Linked DNA regions of Mus musculus: region 2 is linked to region 1. Evidence: chromatin contacts called from public Hi-C data. All regions are on one chromosome and are shown on one strand. The core of a region is the stretch at or near the end of the contact, and the rest is flanking DNA. Distances in the headings are between cores, read along the strand shown.

Evidence for each region. Hi-C and Micro-C count contacts between places; a contact is called where the count stands out from the background.
Region 2: a Hi-C map of uterus shows a contact between it and region 1, with 1.6 times the contacts expected there. The contact joins two enhancer-like sites. A contact is called at or near these places in 4 of 484 Hi-C or Micro-C datasets (bone marrow-derived macrophages, macrophages and uterus) and 1 of 115 datasets of contacts at active chromatin or transcription factors (cardiomyocytes).

The regions. Positions count from the first base shown.
Region 1 is chr10:56,597,208-56,600,258 of GRCm38.p6, reverse strand. No RefSeq gene overlaps it. Among named protein-coding and RNA genes, the nearest start is that of Gm36595, 170 kb to the right of the region's middle. Within about 2 kb of position 1,543, at least 45 of the 459 cell types and tissues checked have an H3K27ac peak or open chromatin away from gene starts, as enhancers often do. A contact at or near this core is called in bone marrow-derived macrophages and uterus, where this site is marked.
Region 2 is chr10:56,794,852-56,797,907 of GRCm38.p6, reverse strand. No RefSeq gene overlaps it. Among named protein-coding and RNA genes, the nearest start is that of Gm36769, 140 kb to the left of the region's middle. Within about 2 kb of position 1,442, at least 19 of the 459 cell types and tissues checked have an H3K27ac peak or open chromatin away from gene starts, as enhancers often do. A contact at or near this core is called in bone marrow-derived macrophages and uterus, where this site is marked.

The DNA.
Region 1 (3,051 bases), core at 294-2,793:
CATTCGTAACTTTGAGCCTTGGTATGTCTCCAAGGAGAGGCACTGTGTCCTTAGGTGGCGCTCAGCATCCTGTTTACAGCCCTCATCCTTGTAAACCTGGAAGCCAGGACTTCCCACATCACAGCAGCAGGCTTCTGTGAGAGGTTAACATCCTGTGTAAAAGGCATTTGAGTTTCTAACATCATAACACTGTGTTCTATGAACTCGTGGGAGAATTTTCTCACCGGGGCTTAAACAATTGGCCATCACACCTTTTTGAAGTTCATAAGAGTCATTTTGGATTTCAAAGATTTCTCACTAAGGGGAAGAAAACAGGCTAGAATTTTCACACAACCATTGGACTGAGCATTGTTAGATGGGGCCTGAACACCCTTGTTGTAAATCAGCACTTTTGTGCTTTTAATAACCTTAGCTGGAGATCAGAAGTGATGAGCCAAGTTTATTGTTCTTAATTTCTTCATGTCAAGCAAGGAAACCCTATGTTCATCTAGGATGAGAACAAGAAAGAATGCAAACGTAAATGTCCTTGAGATTATTTGGCTAACACAAATTTTGGAAATATCTCCTTAAACTACTTTGCTCTATGTTAAACATCCTCAGATTTTTCCACCCTGAACGAACTTAGGACAAGTTGTCTCAAAGCCATGATTTGTCATATAAAGCAAAGCTTTAACTCTTTCAGTACAGTTTGAATTATTTATAGAGTTCATGCTCCTTAAACCAAGAAACTTAATGAGATCATGACTCTGATGATAAAGGCGTCTTACTTACACGTTTTGCCTTAGTCCATGCAGAGTCCAGTGGCAACTTGCTCTCAGTCAGTACTGGATCCTGAGGACAAGAAACTGCAGACCTGCAAGGAGAGGAAATCACTCATAGTTACTCTAAAATTAAAGTACCTATTCCTGCTTTACAGTTTATCAGATGTTTCAGCCGGATGCTGATTGTTTTAAAACTGTCTAAACATAGTGTATTTCCTAAAGGAATGTTGGCAAACTGAACACTTGCTTCTAGTGACAACATCCGAAATTTTATTAACATAAAAAGGCAAATGAGTAAACAGACACACGGTGTTCATCAGCATATGTATTTCTTAGGAAAGCTAAGCCCCTGGAAAAGTAAGTCATGATTTTACAGTAGGTTATTAAGTACTAACCATAATAGAGATTTAACTTACTGTTAAATCCTTGAAAGTGAGGAATAATAGCCTTCTAACTTTGGATATGAATGTAATTTTTCCCTCGAGTCTTAATAAAGATTAGGCATCTGTGGATAAAAACCTCACAAACTAGAGAAAACACATTTTAAAATTCACTATCCCTTCAGAAGTCTGCCCCATCGCCTTGTACATCTACCTGTGGTTTGGTTTCTCTATGCTGTCAATTGAAAAGGAACCTACTTTTCTAGATTGGAGATTTTGCTTTTGGGGTTAGAACAGCTTCATTCCCCCACTCCGCTTGTTTTTAAGTACCCCATAGTTTCAGGCTCTTCCTCAATGAAGAATAATGATTTGACTGACAATTATTTTCAGCACATGACCAAAGGCTCTTTTGAAAAAAAAAAAAATCTCAAAATAACACAGGAAATACTGAAGGGCTAATGGCTCAGACTCCTACAGTTAAATTAGACTTACAGAGAAAAAAAATTAAAGGGATGAGTGTGTGTGGTAAAGCTCTTAAGACATTTTTAATGAATATAAAGTAGTCCATCCAACAGGTAAACACAGCAGTCTGAAACATGTTTTAAGAAACTACAGGAGTTAAAAATGTGCATCAGGAAGCTGCAGTGTAACACCATGCCGACGTCTTGAGGAAATAGACTTTCAAAGCATCGATTGTGCAATGCTAGATGAGTCACATAGGAAATTATGAGCCTGAATCCTGTTAAGACACCAGTGGTTCCAATAAATGCTCTGCTCTTCTTCCCTCTCTTCCAACACAGCTGTGCTGTCTTCTTGGTTTGAGGGTCATCCAGCTGCCCATGAGTAACCACTACTAATCTTTCCTGTTGTTGGTTTTTGCTTTGTTTCTACTTAATTAATAATCCATGTAGAATTCTTGTCTTACACCCTCTCTGACTTATTTCAAGATTGATAAGACACTGGTCACACAGTTCATGACTTTAGGATGGTGCCTTTTATTCAATTAGCCTAGCTGCCATTATTTTTAGCTGCAGGTAGCTGAAGGAATTCTTATAGTCCGAAGACTACAAAGGTACAAAATGGTTTAAGGCTGTGAATAATCAGTAAAAAAAAAATCATATATAGAGCACCATACACAGAAGCCAAATGTTTTCCGACAGACACAGATCAAGGGACCCAGCCCACCTTGGGTATTGGGGCAAAGGTTAAACATTGTTGATCACTGTTAAGTCTTGTTAAGAATTTTGGTTAAGCCTTTGTTAAAGTCTTTTTCTATAAGCACCTTTTGATGTTTCTCCATGGACAAATAAAACTGTTGAGAATATGCCATTTGAGAAAGCTTCCTTAATGCCTTATATCCTTGAATGGAGAGCTATCCAGAAAGAATGGCACTCCAGCTGCAAGAGCTAGTGTAATGACGGCTGCGGAAGGCAGGACTCCTGTTTGGAGTCCACAGCCTGTGTGAGCAGTGGAAACTTCCACTGGGAGCAAGACTAGCCCAAGTGAACTTTAGATGACCTGGCCTACAGCGTCTCTAGAGAGCCCCACGTCTGGTTGATATGACCTTTCAAAGGCTGTCATCAATCCAGTCCAAGGAAAGAAGAACACAACCCCTACACAGCAAAGAGCTGTGACTGGCAGATAGGAGGGCTATACCTATTCTTGGCTGCCATTGGCCTGGCTATTGGTATAAATTAGAACCACCCAGTTAGTATACTATACCCACGCTTTACAGTCCCTTCTAGCTACATAGCTAGCCAATCTTACTGCATTTTAAGTTAGTCCAGACAAATCATTGATCTCAGAATGCATATGCTTTGCAGCCGTGCAGAGTGGTGAAAATAATGAGGGCTGTTGTGTTGATGGTAGCAACAGCAACATGCAAGTAAGTAATGGCATGCAAAGGGCAA
Region 2 (3,056 bases), core at 193-2,692, 200 kb before region 1:
ATCTCTCTCTCTCTCTCCATCTGTTCCTGGCCAGCCTCTTCCCTTCTTTCTCCTCTCTTTCTGTTTCTCTCTGTCCCCTTTCTTTCTCTGCATCTACTCCTTTTCCCACATCCCCTTCCCATGCCCCAAATAAACTTCATTTTGTCCTAGATCTGTTACATAGCTTGTACCTGGGGGGAGACCTCAGCATGGGACCACTAAAGGCACCCCCTCTGGCAGTAACATACTGCCACATTACAAAGCATATTAGAGTAGGAGATGAAATGACAAAATTTAATGTAACAAGCTGTCAATTAAAAAAAAAACTTTATAGAAAATGTTCAGGCTACCAAAGAGAAGGACTAGAGTAAAAAATAGGAACCAGGCTGCTCTTCCAGGGCTACTCTGTCTGGTTCATTTTCCCTTTCCTGTGCAATATGGCTGATTACCCAGATTCTCCTTTCATACTGCTCACCCATGCAAAGGACCCATGGGGACTTCAGAGGTTATGTCTCCACTTCAAATGGCTATGGGAGGAAATTCTAGAGAAGAAGGAAGAGCAGAAAAAGAGATCGTGAGACATAGAGCTGGAGAAAGTGTTCAACAGTGATTGTGGGCAAGGGCATCCCTCACTGAAAATCAAGATAAACCAGTAGATAAATGAAACTATTAAGCATCTTGTTTCAACACAATCAACTTAGAGCTATGTTTATTTTCTGTTTACTTCCAAAACAATAGTCCAGTGTGTGCAAGAATGTATTGATACAAGAAGGCTCTTTCACAAAGCCTCTCCTGAGTTTACTCTCTCTTTTATTGGTTCTTGCACAACAAAGTTGGGAAATTACAGCCTCAAGTCTCCTCCCTGAAGAGTCAGCTTGTAAATTAAGATGAAAATTATCTCAACAGAAAATTTTGCCCTCTATCATCTTTATTGGCTTCACCTTTCCAGTTTAGAGAGAATAGAAACCAGGCTGGACAACTTTTTCTTTTTTAAATAATGTGCAGGATGCTTGGTGGTGGAACCATTAACTACACATGAGCTTCCAGAACAGTTTCTGCTAAAGAGCGTTGAGATCGGTTGCCCTGTTTTAATTCCGCCTCGGGTAGAAAAAGTCAAGTTCATGTTTGTTATTGTTTTGGTATGCTGTTTATATTTTGCTATGTTGCGTTTCTTTAGAACAAAATGTTGTCAAAGATAAAACAAAATGTGGTCCAGGAGATACATCTTATTTTTAAACTAATATTTCAGTGGCTCAAGATAATCATTTGTTCCATAAACACATGTGGAGAGAGGCAGTGAAAACAAGCCTTGGGTTATGTCAAGAAGAACTGAACTACTTTTTTGTGCTGTAATATAACGGAACTGAGAACCTTGAGACCTTCCAAAGAATCTCTTGTAGGGTGAATCAGACCTCAAGTGCCTGTGGATACATTCCTTGCTTAGCCCTTCACTCCTTCTCCTTCTGAACTTCTTAGAGAAAGAACCAGGTCACAGGCTCTCAGAGCTTTATTTTGTTCTCAGTGGGAGAGGACTATCCCCTGACACACAGCCCTGACCCTTTCATATTCGGTCATTGCCTTTTACCCTTGATCACTGGCTAGAAATGAACCATGCAGAGAAGTGCGGTTGTTAACTGGCCATGCGCACATTCTTGGTAACGACTGGAGAAGTGTAATTGAACAGAGAGAAGGGGTGGGAAACTAAACTATTAAAAATTCTTTGTCATAGATTATATTTCCATGTGGGACATATATTTTGTCTTTCAAATATTAGGTTTGCTTTAGTTTCACAATTTTGCACTATTTACCATTATTAATATTCAACTTTCTTTATTCCGTGCCTTCCTAGGCAGAGCTATACATTCCTGCTAGTAAAAGAACTTTTCCATGAAACCTTACAGCCAGAACATTGTAAGTCCACTAGAAGACCAGTCTTCTGGTCTATTCTATTCATCTCCTAAATGATGCAGATAAAGAAACCAAGTAATACTCGGGCTGATACTTGAGTATTGTGCTGGGTCTTACCTATATGAAGAACAGAGGATGGCTCCTTCTGCCTAGAACTTCTGTGCAGCTTTCTTTCACAGTTTACCTTAGACTTTTACAGAGCAGGGCAGCACAAAGCAAAGACTTGCTTCACAGCCAGTGTCTGGTGCTGTCGTGCTCTGAACTACTGAGTCCACCACATACAGATTCTCTCAGCCTAACAAGGTGGTGCTGCAGAACACCAAAGAGAGCTGATTTAGCAGAGTACTTCTGGGCCTCAGCTTTTGAAAACAGGGAGCCTAGTGGGAGGTCTTTTGTCACATGTGGGAGTGGGGGTAGGCAGAGTTGAGTCCTTAATAGGCACAGCGGGACTCCATTGCCCTTGCTTTTGATCTCTCTTTTCCATCCTGACTATTAGGCAAGTGGTTTTGCCTCATACTCCAGTTCTGACACTCCCCAAAGCAACAGAAGCAACCAATATAATGTACTAAAAAGCGGAAAAACTGTAAGAGGAAGTAAACCTTCCTCTCTTTAAATGAAATTGAAGGCTACCAGGAACACAAGTGTCATTGCTACCACATGGCTAATAATCCAATCTGAAAACAAGTGGGGACGCGTTCACCAAATACATCTTATAGTGCACAGAGCTCCAACTGAGAGCAACTTTGAAGTTGAAAATGACCAACCTTAACTCACACAATATGTACTCACTGATAAGTGGATATTAGCCCCAAACCTAGGATACCCAAGATATAAGATACAATTTGCTAAACACATGAAACTCAAGAAGAATGAAGACTGAAGTGTGGACACTATGCCCCTCCTTAGAATTGGGAACAAAACACCCATGGAAGGAGTTACAGAGATAAAGTTTGGAGCTGAGATGAAAGGATGGACCATGTAGAGACTGCCATATCCAGGGATCCACCCCATAATCAGCATCCAAACGCTGACACCATTGCATACACTAGCAAGATTTTATCGAAAGGACCCAGATGTAGCTGTCTCTTGTGAGACTATGCCGGGGCCTAGCAAACACAGAAGTGGAGGCTCACAGTCAGCTAATGGATGGATCACAGGGCTCCCAATGG